2 separate regions of the Rattus norvegicus genome follow, and region 1 is linked to region 2. Evidence: chromatin contacts called from public Hi-C data. All regions are on one chromosome and are shown on one strand. Each heading gives the region's core, a stretch centred on a gene start, on an enhancer-like site or on the middle of the called end of the contact. The rest is flanking DNA. Distances are from core to core; before and after follow the strand shown. Region 1 holds the start of Nepro (nucleolus and neural progenitor protein). Region 2 holds the start of Cd200 (Cd200 molecule).

Region 1 (7,517 bases), core at 4,845-7,344, 560 kb before region 2:
TGGTTCTGCTCCTTGAAAACACATTTAGATTAAGGCACTCCTATTCAAAACTAGACTTTTGGTCTCAAGACCTCTTCTTTTTCCAGGCCAAACTTTGAAATCTAGTTTGCCTGTGGGACCCTCCTTTGCCTGCCTGGCTTTTCTCTGGCAGAGGCGAGTGGACTCTTCTTTATTCTGTCTCAGGTCTCCAAGTGAGAATTGTTAAGTTCCTCTTTCTGGCTTCTGAGGCCACAGTGACCCAATTTATATGGTAATCCAGTCACAGCTTCATGCTGCCCCCTAGAGGAAAAGACGGTCCTGAGCAAGCCAGAACAGAACTGATTTTTAGGCTCATGGGGATAACCACTTTTAAAGCTATTTTCTTACGCTAAAACGAGAATCTAAATATTATGAAAGATGGCTATATTAAATTAATGGGGTTTGAGCAGTTGGTTATCCTACAAGTCTAATGTCTCAGCATTGTTTCTCATTTATCTGTTTCTGCTTCTTTCCCTTTCACTCTGCTTCTCTGCCCTCCCTCCCTTCTTCCTTTCCATCTAAAGGTTTTATTTCATGTGTGTGTGTGTGTGTGTGTGTGTGTGTGTGTGTGTGTGTGTGTGTCTGTCTGTCTGTCTGTCTGTCTGTCTGTCTTTAGGGCCCTGGGGCATCTGGCTCTCTGGAGCTAAGTGCCACAGGAGTGAGGGGAACGGAGCCATGTTGTTCTCCAAGAGTAGTTCAGACTCTTAACTGCTGAATCACCACTCCAGACCCTGCTTCCTTTACTTTAGTAATCATCTGATCTATCTTGGGTTAATTATAAGAGTCTTGTGTCTTCCATTACTATCAAAGAGTGAAATTCATTTGACTCAGGAAACAATCTAGGAGTCCCAGTCAGGGCATGTTTGAAAGCACCCTACTACTAGGCTACATCCTTGGCATTATACTTTGGGTCAAATTCTAAACCAAAATTCACTTCAAGAATTTGATGAAACATTATACATGCAAGAGTCCCTCTATTTAAGAAAGAAGCTGTCTTAGTGATTTGGAATGTAAATTATATTTTAAAAGAAAAGTTTTTAAAGTGTGTGTGTTTTTTAAGGGTTTTGAAAATGACAAAATTTTCAAAAAGTACATAGCAGCAAGCATTTTCAATTAATGTCTGTAATGGAATCTGATGCCCTCTTCTGGTGTGTCTGAAGATAGCATGTTCATAAACATAAAATCTTTATGTTCATATTCATAAAAATAAAAACAAAAAACCAAAAACTTGTGTTTTGAAATGACATCTTTGTGGTTTGACCATGATTAACCCAAGACAAGGCAGAGACAGCAACCCAGCTTTGCACCCAGGGGTGGAGGAACAGTGGTCAGGTCTATAAGGGAGACCTTGAGAAGAGGAACTGAAGAGTAGGAGGTGTTGTCAGCAAGGAAACTGTCTAAATTAACAACTCCAGAGTCATGTTTGCTACGAGCTGTCAGTGTTTGAGACAAAAGTGGATTAGAAGGTCACTGGAGTGACAGATGACATGAACTGTGACAGAGGAACTCCTGTGAGAGAGAAAGTGAATAACTTTCTCTTCCCTGTCATCTTCTATATTGGTCTTAGATCTGTTTGTTAAATATCCCTTTGGATTCTGGGAAAACCATGTGATCAGGGACTATGGGAACTCCTGCCTCAGACCTGGACCCCAGATTTCTCTTCCATCTTCTTCCTCTGAGACAAAGTTGTTACCTATAAGATTCACATGAAAACCCCACAATCAAGTTAAACATAAGTACAATAAAAATAAAATTCACAAAATATCTCACAAATGTTTTAAGCAAGTTTATAGTTAGATGTTTGGGCCACATATAATGAAGTGCATATGGCACATGGGCCACAGGTTTACGTCTGAAATGAATTGTCTCCTATTAGGCTACAGTAACTTGTTAAAAATGGCCTTCAACGAAGTGATCCCATCATCCTGAGCACACGCTGCCTAGTGATACTTCTTTACTTCTCTCTCCAAAAAGAGATAGATTCTATTTCCTCGTTCCTGGAAACTGCCCATACAACTTGTTTGTCCAGTAGAGTCCATCACTGAGCCCCAAGAGGACTTGCAGCATCAGCTTTTGCTGATACTGAATTCCAGCTCCCAGGGAAAAGTCTGGGCAATCCTATTGGAGAGATTGTGTGGAGAAAAAGGTCACAGAGAGCTGGACTTCTTGCTTCCACTGTTTTCTCCACTACCATGGTGCCATATTTGCGGGTGGCAAGTACCAGACACCAACAAAGTTTATAATCCTCAATTTCTTGTTACTGTACACGGTGGTGATGAACAAAATTGCCCTTTGTTCACTGTTCATCAAAGATTCTATCTTGTTCAACTTAAATTTCTCTACCTTGGTGCTAAAATCCCAATTTCCTGGTCCCTATAACATAGAGAAAATAATGCTTTAATAGGCTGTTATCTATTAGTTCTTCCAGACACCTTAATCAATCAGTTACTAGTGGTCAAAACAATGCAGCAATTTTGTTTCATAAAGTCAACCATTGCCTATTACCCTTTGTCTCTATGGGACCCTACTATTCTCACTGAAACCCGGGAGCTAAGTTCTGTAGCAATAACATTTACTACCACTTGACCTACTGAAGACAGCCATCACAGAAGACACTGTTACCCTCTCATTGACACATTTCTCAGTGCCTCAGCATGGGGAGTTGTGTCTGAACTCTCTTGAAGGCTACAACATTGGGGTTGAAACTCAGACCACATTCCAATTCCCTACTCCTTTGGATCTTACTCTCTGAATTACCCCAATTCTGGCAGTTCGCCTGACTGAATATAGGTTCCAGGTGGGTCACTTCAACCAGCAAAGAGCATAGTTAGACAACATTTGGCTTCCAGATCCTTTCATATCAGCACATTTTATCCAGTTCACTACCTTGTATATATTTTCTCTGGTCTAATACATCTCAGTGTTACTTGAGTTTGTCACTAAAAATGAGCAACATTCTGTAATTATTTTGGAGTTTAAACTATTTCCTTTTGTGCCAGACTTTGTACCTAGTCCCTCAGAACAAACCCTAACCTGCATCTTGAGAGAGTCCTAGAGGTAAGAAGCAGCTGGGGTGGGTCTTGCGCTTGTAGCGTTTTCCTATCAGTCTTCAGACACAGGCAGATAGGCAGTCCCAAGATCTCAGCTTTTCCTGAGTCCTAGTACTTGGTCCCCATACCAAGGTGCAAAGTCTTTCTTGTAACTAATCATATTTACAGATGAAGCTTATGAGCACACAAATGCTATTTAAGTTGCACTTCTGCAACCCACAAAGTTATGTTTTGACTCCAGGTCTGCTGGGAATTCTAACAAGCTGGGGAAGCATTTGAAGTTACAACAGAATCTCTGGTTTTGAGCTGAGAGCAAGACACCTAGTCTTGTCATTCCAGTTGATTCAGAAGCATCACTGCTACTATTTCTGGTTCCCAGTGGACTTCAAGTTCTTCATCCCAGTCAACTTTATATGATTAAGCATGATGACAGATCATGTCTCAGACTTATATTCCATTGCTTTAGTGAGAAAGATTGGTATTACATTAAAAGGTAATATGATCTTATCAATCACTGAATTCAATATTGAGGAGGCTAATCCCTGGGACCACCTCTGGTTCCAAATATCTTACCTGCTAGAGCCCTTTGGTAAAAAGGAACACATTTTAAAAGATTGTAGGTTAAGCCGACATTTGAGAGCCGAAATGCAAAACTACAGAAGTGCACTAAGTAACTTTCAGTTACCATTCTTGGAGCTGGGGGACCAGGAATTTGGGCTATGAGGAGGTAGACTTTCAGAGGAAGACGCCTGCAGAACTGGGACACAGGCCACCAAGGAGGTACTCCTAGCACTACTGTGGGTGCTACTGGGATCTGTTAAAGAGTCAGGGACCAACTGCCGTACAATGAAGAACGTTAACTAAAAATAAGTAGAAGGGTGGTCTCTTTTGAAGTTATCCTCCCTCTAGTGGGCCAAAGTGACAGTGGTTAAACAGTGACCTGTCAGAAACAAGCATGTTTGAGGCACGGGATTAGATCTGAAAGACCTTAATGAGTCTTAAAGTATGTGCCTCTGAATAAACTGCCTCATAATAACATTTTCTCTGTCGCTCTCTCTCTGTCTCTGTCACACACACAGACACATAGTCTTCGGACTTTTTTTTTAGTACTAAAGCATTTTTTCCTTAACACTATAGTAATTTCTAGGTTTTTAAATGGAAAATACAGTCATTGAAGAAAAGAGTCTGTATTACTGATGAAAACTCATCACTGTTACTACTTTTCCAGGATTTTCCCGGAGCATTCCACATGTATTAGTGTATAGTCTCAACACATACGTTTTCTAAGCTGTCTTTGAAAATACCTTAGGGGACTGGAAGTCAATAGTTGGGAATACTTGCTGCTCTTGCAGAGGGCCTGGGTACAGTGGCCAGCACACATACGGTGGCTCACAACCATCTGCAACTTCAGTTCCAGAGGATCCAATACCCTCTTCTCACTGCCGTGGGCATCAGGCAGCACGTAATGAGTATATATTTCTTCTATTTAATAGCACCTCAAAATTATTCTAATATGCATTTCTTGGATTACTAAGGTATGTAAGGTTTTACATATTTGATGGTCATCTGTGTCAGTGATAGTCTTTCTCTAGAGTCTACAAGTTTCCAAGTATGACTTAAAAACTTAAAGCTTCTTCCAAGTGCCCAGTTCCTAGAAGCTTCAATTCCAATATGCACTGCTCATAGAACAGAGAACACCATTTCCTTGTCTCTATTCTTCATTGACCTTGGATCTTCCTTTGTCAAAACACAGAGCTCTCACTCTTGGCTTCTCTTATCTCTTTCTATCCCTGGTCGAACTGGAGCTGGGGAGATGTTTCAGAGGGTAAAGTACTTGCTGTATAAATATAAGAAACTGAGTTCAGATCCTCATTCCCCTGTTAATTGGGATGGGGAAAGGATGACTCTGGGGACTGACCACCAAACACTGAGGTCCAGGATCAGTGGGAGAACCTAACTTAAAAGCAAAGGTGGACAGTGGCAGAGGAAGACCCTAACCACTAACCCAGCCTCCGACATGTATGCACCATACATCTCCAACTAAAAAAATGTCTTCCACAAATCCAGAAACTTGGTGTTGATTCTTTTAAGTCTGTGGTAATTTATTTCAGCCCAAATAGTAAACTAATGTACAGGCCATTTGGTAGTGCATTAAAGGGCATCTAAGTAGTTATCGAGTGAGGATAGTTGTTTAGTTAGAATTATCAAAGATAGTGGTCCCAGAGCTGAATGAGGAAGTGAGATTGTTTCAAGGAGATGGTCCAGATGAAAGAAAAATTATCTGCAAGGAACACATAGGACAGAAAGCGTCTCAGTAGGGCAAGATTACTTGCATTAAATGCAAATCTGGTAAGGGTAAAAATTCGTATAGCAGGCTCAGTTCTAATAAGTCTCACAAACATGCTGAGGTCCGAGAAAATTAACTTTTTGCGATCACGTTGCTAGTATATGGTAATGGGCAGACATAATGAAGTAACTTAGCATTCTCTAATACCCAACAACTGCTCCTCTCCACATTGTTAAAGGAACATAAGCAAGAAGGCACCAATAGCTTAGAACGAAAATCATTTATCAGCGATAAGACCCAGCAGAGCCTGGAATATTTTGTCCAAAAAAATGACGGTGATAATAGATTGTCAAGACAACCTCCGGGTTTTTTGTAATTATCGAAAGTTGGGTTATATCTAAACTATGTAGTTTTCCTTGACTACTCAAAATAAATCGTTACTACGTGACAAATGCCACATTTGATATGATCCGAGTTTTTCTTTTCAAAATATCCGAGTAAGAGCTAAGGGCTGGGCCTCACTCGAACTCATCTGTAAAATATATAGCTTCGAAGTTGCTCCAAACTAGTAAGTGCCTCAGAATGCTCTTCAAGGAACTCAAAAATAACTACTTTCTCCTTTCCCAGAGGTCCTAACCCACCGAGACTCCGCCCCAAGGCCCGGGCAGCACACCTCCGGCTCGCCCCGCCCCTCACTTCCTCCTCCCTTCCTCTCCCGCCAGGGCCGCTCTACTCGCTTTCGCCCAGCTCGGCCTTCCCAGGCCCTCCCGCGCCGCTCAAGATGGCCGCGGCCGTACGGCCAGCCGCGGAGCCGTGGAACCGCGTGAAGATCCCCCAGGCGGGGAACTGCAGCACACTGACAGTGCAGGATCCCAGCGCCACCCTGGGTGAGTGAGGCCGGCGAGGAGGTTCCGCGTGTTTCCCGGAGTCCGGGGGCCTGCGCACGTGGGACGGGGTGGGACTTCCTGAGCGCGGGGCACGCCGGGAAGGGGCGCGCCAGGCGGAAGGTCCTGCCTGAGTAGTGTGGCGTGAGGATGTGTAGGGGGTTGCTGGGTTGCTGCGTTCCACATGTGGAACCTGAAAGCACGGCTAGGCGGGACCTGGCATGTGCAGCACGTAACCCCCAAACGCTGCCTGGATCCTGTACTGTTCCCTAGGATCGGGGCTGTCACTCAAGTATCCTGCCTCGGACTTCGGGCTTGTCTTTAAAATATGGAGCTCGTTTTCTCCTTACCGGGGCGTTACCTCAGGTCTCTTGGTTCTTCAAGGGGGGAAAAACCGAGACAGTTTTTAGCAGTTTAGCTGGAGAGATGGCTCTGTGATTAAGAGCGCTGACTGCTCTTCCAGAGGTCCTGAGTTCAATTCCCAGCAACCACGTGGTGGCTCACAACCATCTGTAATGGGATCCAATTCCTCTTTTGGTGTGTCTGAAGACAGCTACAGTGTACTTATATATAAAATAAATAAATCTTAAAAACATCAATTTACTTAGAAAACAAAGGCTCCCAAAGAGATGTTGGTGGCAGCTCCGTGGGGCGTGTGTTGAGTTTTAATTTAGATTAAATGAGGTGTTTATGCATATTCATGGTATCAAGCGATTTGATTTACCCGCTCCCAAATCTTGGGCAGATGCTCGTTTGGAACGTTCTTCCCATGATCCTTTAGAAAAGCCAGTTGGATGGGCGGAACGAATTATGACCTAGCCGAAATGAAATACCAGATTTCATTGATTCTCAGGATTTACGGTAGAACGTGAGAGTATGTTCCATGTTTCCCATGGACTCAGTGCTGTGCTTCAACCTTCTCAGCCCGCCCCCCCCCCCACATAATAAAATATTAAAACCTAAATATTGTAATGAGGTGGAGGTCTTTCGAACTGTGAAGTAATACCTGAGTACCTTAGTTTTTAATACGAGAGCAGCCTACCTACAGCTTGAAGGATGTTTAATCACAAAGGGACATTCAGACCAGGAGACACAGCCACCAATATCCGCTGTAGTTTTCAGGGTTAACTCATATTTAACTTTTTGTCGCTTTTGTTTTTGAAACTGCTTATGGTCCTATAACTGTCAGCTAAGACTTTTGTTACTTTTAAAGCAGGTTTTATCCCACTCAAAAATGGGAATAAAAAATAGTACCAGCTTCTTGGCGATATAGGGAGA
Region 2 (7,501 bases), core at 4,885-7,384:
TCGTTTCTGGTTTCCTCTCTACAAACCCTTTACCTCATCCCCCCTCACCCCTGCTTTTATGAGGGTGCTCCCCCACCCACCCACTCACTCCCACCTCACCACCCTAGCATTCCCCTGTGCTGGGGTATCGAGACTTCACAAGACCAAGGGTCTCCCCTCCCACTGATGCTAGATAAGTCCATCCTCTGCTACATAGACAGCTGGAACCATGGATCCCTCCATGTGTATTCTTTGGTTGGTGGTTTAGTCCCTGGGAGCTCTGGGGAGTCTGGTTGATTGATATTGTTCTTCTAATGGGGCTGCAAATCCCTTCAGCTCCTCCAGTCCTTCCCTTAACTCCTCCACTGGGATCCCTTTGATCAGTCTAGTGGTTGTCTTCGAGCATCCGCCTCTGTATTGGTCAAGCACTGGCAAAGCCTCCTAGGGGACAACTATAGCACTGTTGGTTTTTAAAATTAGTTACGAATGTAAAAATATTTTTTGTACCTTTCTATCTCAAAAAAATGTGATCGTGAGGATTATCAAGCTTTTGCTGATTTGTCAGGATCGCATTTAATAAGTTTCTAGGCCCGAGCAATCTGACAGGCATTATGAAATTGGCTAAAAGTTCCCACCAGATGCTCCATGAAGTCCTAGAGGCCCATCCCCTGGAGCTCAGCACCCACGTGGGTGCTTGCAGGCCTTATACCTCTGTGTTTCCTCCTTGCACACCAAGCTCTTCCTGGCCAACCTTTCAGACCCTTCAAACTGCCGAGTTTTCTAGTACTCTGGTTCCTTTGCCTCTTCCTTCCACACCAATTGAAAGGAAAAATGGAACAGCATGGGTTAACAACTTTATCAATGACAGGAAATTCATCATCACTTTACTGTGTGAAGTGTTTCTTTTGGACGTTTTTCCCCCCTAGACGAGAAAGTCTCACTGGCTGCCAGACTCTTCTCCTTCCCAGATATTTACTTAGTCACTTTACACAAGAAATTCTCCCATGTGAAGTCCTTGCTCTAGTACCCTGGTCTCAGCACTTGTCATTGGGACTTTTGTACTATTTTTAATTATTTTCATAGCAAACTACTTGTACAGAAGAGGAAGTTGCATTGTAAAACCTCCAAGCAGATCTACCTGAGCCTCGGGCAATGCTTCTTTTCTTTCCTCATCTATTGAGTTTATCTGTGCTAAGCACTCTGACCGGTGCTTTGGAGACCTTGAGAGATAAAGTAGAGACCCCCTACTCTACTAACCCATTTTACATATTGGAAAATACTTACATGTTATTAAAGTAATCTTCCTTAAATTCATTGTTGCATGGGTTGGCACTTTCTTTTTTCATTTAAATATTTTTGAGATTATAATAAGTATACTTCCCCTTTTCTTTGTTCTCTTTCAATAATATATTACAAGTTGTATGTAATATATTATATTATACACATATAATACATGTATATATACATACTGTGTATTTATGTATATGTAATATATGTATATATATAAATATATATATATATGCAACAACAATTAAAGAGTCCAAGGATTTGAAAGTCAGCAAAGGAAAGAGGAAAGATTTATATATACATATATATGTGTATATATAACACACAGAGAAATTTATATATGTATAATGTGCATATGTACATATTAACATTATATATGTATTTTATATATGAATATATATACAATATGTATAATATTATTCCCCTTTCCCTTGCTGTCTTTCAAATTCTTAGACTCTTTATCTTGTTGTTGTATATACATGCTCAGTACATGTTTAGTTGTTAGTTGTTTGCATATATTTTCAGGGCTGAAAATATATAGTTAGTTGTTTGCATATATTTTCAGGGCTGACCATTTTCTATTGGATAATCAAGTGCATGTTCTTCCATTGGGAAGGTTATTTCTCTTGGTCTCAGCATTCCTTAGCTTCCTGTAATTCTTTGCCTAGATCATGAGGGGGAGGCCTCATGATCTTTCTCCCAAAAACTCTCTATAGCTTCGTAGTAGAGGAGCTTACCTTCCCTGCTTTGAAGTGCACACATCATTCTCTGCCTTGGTAGTTTACTGTGATGCACCCCCCTGTGTGCATTGCCCTCACTGACTTAGGTGTGCATTTTCATAGGCTTTCCCTCTAAAGTACTTTTCTTGTTTGTGTCAGTTTGAAGCTCATGCTTCAGAGTAGAACTTCCTCCTTAAGGGTCTAATGGGCCTTAATTCTTTGCAGACCATCTTCCCATGTTTATGTCTTGACTGAGCTTACTAGTCTGCTTTTGGCCATAACTTCTTCCAAAACACAGTCCACCATATGCCTTCAAACCTAGACTCTGACTCCAATATATTAACCACCTGCCTAGCATTTCCCTTCCCCCTTCCCAAGACTGCCCTTCTTTCTCTTCTTCCTTGTGAATGGGGAAAATATAACACTACAGTGTGGTTTGCCACACTCCCAGAAAATACCACTCTCAGAGAGCACTGGGTTCCTGGAGTTAGGGCAAAGGCAATGTATATAGAATCAGTGTTATTTCACTTTTCCCCCTTTTCTTGGCTCACAAGAATGTCAATATTCACCAAATCAAATTGCTCTGATCTACTGATATAACAAATCTGTGTGGACACCCTATTCTAAACGTGTATGTTATCAACCTCTACATAGAGACAGCCTCTGCTACCTTGATAAATTGAAGATTATTTCTAAATCATTGAACCATATCCATTTAAATTGCCTTGGTTTGGGGGTTTGGCAAGAGATGGTTGTCAAAGGATGGTTTGCCATCTGAGGGACTCTTGTCATTCTCAAGGTGTGCCTGAATGAAGCCCTGTTTTTGCCAGACCTCTCAGATACAGTGACCTCTAGAGATTATTTTCCACAACATCTCTAAAGTGAGTCAATCTCATTGCCCTAAATTCTCGTTGTCTTCTGATTTCTGTTTTCCTATGGTCTTAGGGTTAGATAGTAGAGAAATTGAATAGAGTCTTTAAAAAAATGAAGAGTCTGGTTGGGGTAGGATGAAGTAGAATAGCATGTAGTCTAGGGTGGTCTTGGCATTTGATATGTAGCCAAGGATAGCCTTGAACTCCTAGTCCTCCTGTTTCTGTTTCCCGAGTTGGAATTGCTGGTGTGTTCTACCACACCCAGCGCTGGAAAACAGTGTTTGAAGATCTGGAAGTAATTTTGATGTGGTACAAGAATTCCTCTACCCAGTGAGAGCACTTCAATTTTAATATCCTTTTCTTTCCCACTGTATGGAATTTTTGCTTTGGTTTGTGTATGCCACGACTTAAAACTTAGTGGAGGGAATGTTACCGGGAGAAGTGACACACCAGTTCATTAATCTCATTATGTAAACTTGAGTTTTCCTAAACAGTGACTTTATAAATAGGGCAAAAACTTAACTGGAAAAGTCCATACTCATCTTCTGTTGGGTTTAGGTAGCACAAGAAGGAGAGTCGTCCTAGCCATGGTCTGCAATTTGAAGTCATACAAAATGAACAGTGGAACAAAGTGTGGGTGCCTCTGTTGAGGCCAACTGTACCCTGTAGGTGTAGGCAGTCAGAGAGAAGACCTGGCTTTGCCCACACTCACTGAAATTCTGGGTCACAAACATAGAACCCCCATTATAGTCCTTGTCCTGGTATTCTTTGTGATCTTTCATCACCCTGATAGAGGTGATGTTTTGTCCTGTGGACATCTCCAATGCCACCCCAGACCTGAGTGCTTTTCTGTTTTCACACCCCAGTTTTTCAGACTTTCTGGAGAACCACAAAGTTGGGTGCTCTGGTATCCACCCACATGGCATAGTTGGGTTTTCCTTACAAACTTAAGGCTACAGAAAAATTAAAAATTCTATCATCTGAGCGATCCTTGGTACAAATTGTTGTTTACACAGATGATGGATGTTTGGCTGGGGGTGAGGACTCAAGTACGCCATGCCTACCTTGAGACTTCTCTTGACTTCATTGATCTAAGGGTCACAACAAAGTCACTACCCTTTAGGAAGTTAAGTGACAAGCTCCCTAAAATGATGCATGCAACCTTTGCTCTCCCTCTCCTTTTCCTGTACATCCACACCACCTTATAAAAGGGCTTTAGCTCTGAAGTACCCTGGGGACTTCGGGAATTTTTTCTCCATATTGTTCAGCCTGTTCTCCATTCTTTCTATCATGTAAGGTAGCTGGAACGATCTAGCTAAATGTATCCTCTGGTTCTGCAGCAAAGGATCAATCTATTTTACTTATCTCCATTTAGCAGATTGTGGCATGCTAATTCCACACCATTATTTTTAACCATTATGCCTTTCTTTCACAATGAAGCCTAGACCCTAGCAGTAATAAGAAAATAAGAAAGCTGTAATAAGAAAATGCAGGAATACCTGGCTTTTGTTGTGAAAAATAACAGTGTTGTAGGACAAGAGGAAAAGCAGATGCATGCGTAAGACTGAGAAGTGGGTCCTGGGGATGGTGAAAAACAAAAACCACAGAGATTGGGGACCAGGGAGTCAAAGGAGAGGCTTCACTATTAAGATTTCACGTTTATTTATATTCTTCTCTGGTCCATGCCGGACAGTGGTAGGCTTCCTGTTTCTCAGAAAGATGATGTGGGATTGCCGGGTGGTAACCAGGGCACACGCCAGTCTAAAGTGAATCCTAAATGTACTAGGTAAGACACATTATTAACCTCTCTGGAGCCTGGGGGAAGACGTCAGTACTAGTCTCAGGGTTAAATGAAACATAGGTGGGAAATTGGAAAATCATAATGCTTTAATATCTAAAACTTCCAAGTACTGGCAGTCGTCTTGTAAAAAAATTCCACACCTGCCATCATGCGACGGTTACAGTCGCCAAGAGGGAACCGTATAATCATGGCATTATCTGTGTATGTAAGACCTACATGAGAAATGAATGGATTCCCTGCTTAGTCCAGAGTCCCGCTCCCAAGAGATCTTATTGTGCATATGCAAATATTCAAAAATCTAAAATGGCATTTTCGAGTGGTAAAGATCCTAGGAGCTCGTCTGCAAAGCAGCAAGTCAATGCTGCAGCGAGATCCCAGGTGTGGTGACAATTCCTCAGTTAAAGCACTGAATGTAGTGCCTTGAATTTAACAGATGCTAAAAGATTAACCAATCAAGAATTTACCAGAGAGTCCAGTCATGAAGCCAAAAAAAAAAAAAAAAAATCCTACTATAATTTTTATCAAGAAGGTGGATGCTCATTAGCTCCTGGGGCTTAGCTGGCAACTACACACAGGCTGGGTGCACAGCTCTCATTCTCCTATTCTTTCTAGGTGTGATTTTGTATCTTCATTGCAGCCACAGGAACTTAGAAGAAAAAAAAAGATGAACCTCTCTCCCCGATAATTTGTAAAACATTGGAAAGCAATCCCTTGTAGAACATTAAAAGCATCTAGCTGGCAGAGCAGCGTTCCTCTTTGTTAAGAAAGGTAACGCAATAATGGGTCTGTGGTCTTTGCCAGCCCCGTGAAAAGCAGTACCTGAGGGGTTTAATTGCATTTAGATTCTCACCCAATTCTACCAATCCCCTGTGTATAAAGAATAGGGATTATGACCACCCCTCTTTTAAAAAAAATTCTGCCTCATAAACGCTACTGAAGACTCAAGATGTCGGCCTCTCTAAATATCTTGGTTTTTAACAAGACCACTGAGCTGGAGCTGACAGTCCTTTTGGAAGCTTGCTCGCCCCAGCACTACTAGATGCTTGATGGCTTCCTAGGCAAGGACCAGAGATGCAGCAAGAGAGAGAGAGAAAGCAAGATTACTAGGCTACACCCCTGCTGCAGGTAGAAGACCAACACAGGGGACGTGAGGCTCCATGGAGCTCTGGCCATGTTTTCGCCATGGAATAGCAGCAATGTGCAAAGCCGCCTACCCCAGGGACACGCGTTCCTGGGCTTTTTCCCGGCCCCAGCCCAGCCCGTGACTCCTTACAGAGCCCTAATCCCCGATACCCGGTTCTCCAACGAACAGCCTCTTGGCTTCCCTCGCTGGCTCCGCTCCGCGGCTCCAGATCGCCCCATTCCGCCCTCTTTCGCATCTCCACTCACCGGACTGCCCATCCTTGCTCTGGGCCGCAGTAAGACACCAGCGTCTCCGGGTCTGAGCTCTTCCACTGTGGAGGGTATCTCCGCAACACCTGTCACAGGGACACGACCATTCAGCCCCCTCTACCGCACACGCACACGCAGTCGCTACAGCTCCTAGTGTGGATGAGGCGAGCGCGGACCACGCCCTCTCTTCTCCGACCTTCCCCCTCCAAGTTCCCCCTCCCCGTTCCTCAGAGAACTCAGGTTCTCGCCTCTGCTTGTTATGTTAGAGTAATATAGCAAAAACGTAAAAGAATCACTCTATATATTTTTTAAGATTTACTTATCTTATTTTATGTGTATGAATGTTTTGTCTGCATTCTCATCACTGGGTGCCAGAAGGCAGTAGAGGGCGACACAATTGAAGTGGACAATAAATTGATTCGGAAACCTGGTTCATCCTGTGGTCTTGTACAGAGAGCAGAACAATGATCTGGAAAAAGGTAAGGGGGTAAGGGGATTCATACAGACACCCTAGAAAAAAATGAAAAACTTTATTTTACAATTTGGTATATTAAAGGCCAGTGTGTGTGTGCGTGCGTGAGTGCGTGTGTGCGCGCGCGCGCGCGTGTGTGTGTGTGTGTGTGTACGTGCGTGAATGCATGCATGTATGTGTGTGCGCGCGCGCACGTGTGAGTGACTATAGTTACCAGGTATGAGACCTTATCTAGAGCTTTAGAGGTCCTAAGGGCTCAGAGCTACCTGTAAACACACTTCCTGAAAATCCAAAGGCGCTTTCCTTCTGGCTATTGGACTGCCCTGCAGTGTTCCTTAAAACAGATTAAGAACCAAGGGATAGATTAAATGAATCACAGGAAGCCCTGGAACTGAAGCTTCGCCTTGCTGAAAGCTTTACAGGAACACTTAACTATATTGGTTACATTTTTCTAGCTGGGCTAAAGCAGCATGACTAAGAGCAGCAGCAGCAGCATATGGAAAAAGATTTATTGGGCTTACGGCTGCAAGAGGAGTGAGCGTCCCTAAGTGACCAGAAGGCACAGCAGCCAGAGAGATCACATCTTCAACCACAAGTACAAAGCAGAGAGAACACTGGGAGGAAAGCACTCTCCATACTCAAAGCCTGGCCCCAGTTACCTACTCCTTCCATCAAGGCCACACTTCCAAAAGATTCTGAAACATTCTTCAAACAATGCCATCAATTGGGGACCAAGAGTTTAAATACCTGGCTTATGGAAGACTTTTCTGATCACAAAATTGAGATGGGTCTAGAAAGGTTTCTTATAGGTGCTAGAACCATCTACCCATTTCCCCTCCCCTCACCCACCCAGGTCCCTCCATTCCTCTGCCCCCATGATTGTTTTCTTCTCCATCCCAAATGAAGTGTCCTCATTTGGGCCCTCCTGCTTGCTAACCTTCTTGAGTTCTATGGATTGTATCCTGAGGATTCTGTACCT

What was found. Hi-C and Micro-C count contacts between places; a contact is called where the count stands out from the background.
Region 1: a Hi-C map of the A7r5 cell line shows a contact between it and region 2, with 5 times the contacts expected there. The contact joins the promoter of Nepro here to the promoter of Cd200 in region 2. A contact is called at or near these places in 3 of 12 Hi-C or Micro-C datasets (the A7r5 cell line, Schwann cells and frontal cortex).

Annotation. Positions count from the first base shown.
Region 1 is chr11:69,475,006-69,482,522 of GRCr8, reverse strand. It overlaps Nepro (nucleolus and neural progenitor protein), which reads left to right and starts at 6,094. Exons shown (of 9, transcript NM_001009678.1): 1 at 6,094-6,242. The coding sequence starts at 6,137.
Region 2 is chr11:68,914,948-68,922,448 of GRCr8, reverse strand. It overlaps Cd200 (Cd200 molecule), which reads right to left and starts at 6,134. Exons shown (of 6, transcript NM_031518.3): 1 at 6,048-6,134. The coding sequence starts at 6,059. Cd200l1 (CD200 molecule like 1) reads right to left here. Exons shown (of 6, transcript XM_039088891.2): 6 at 1-7,501.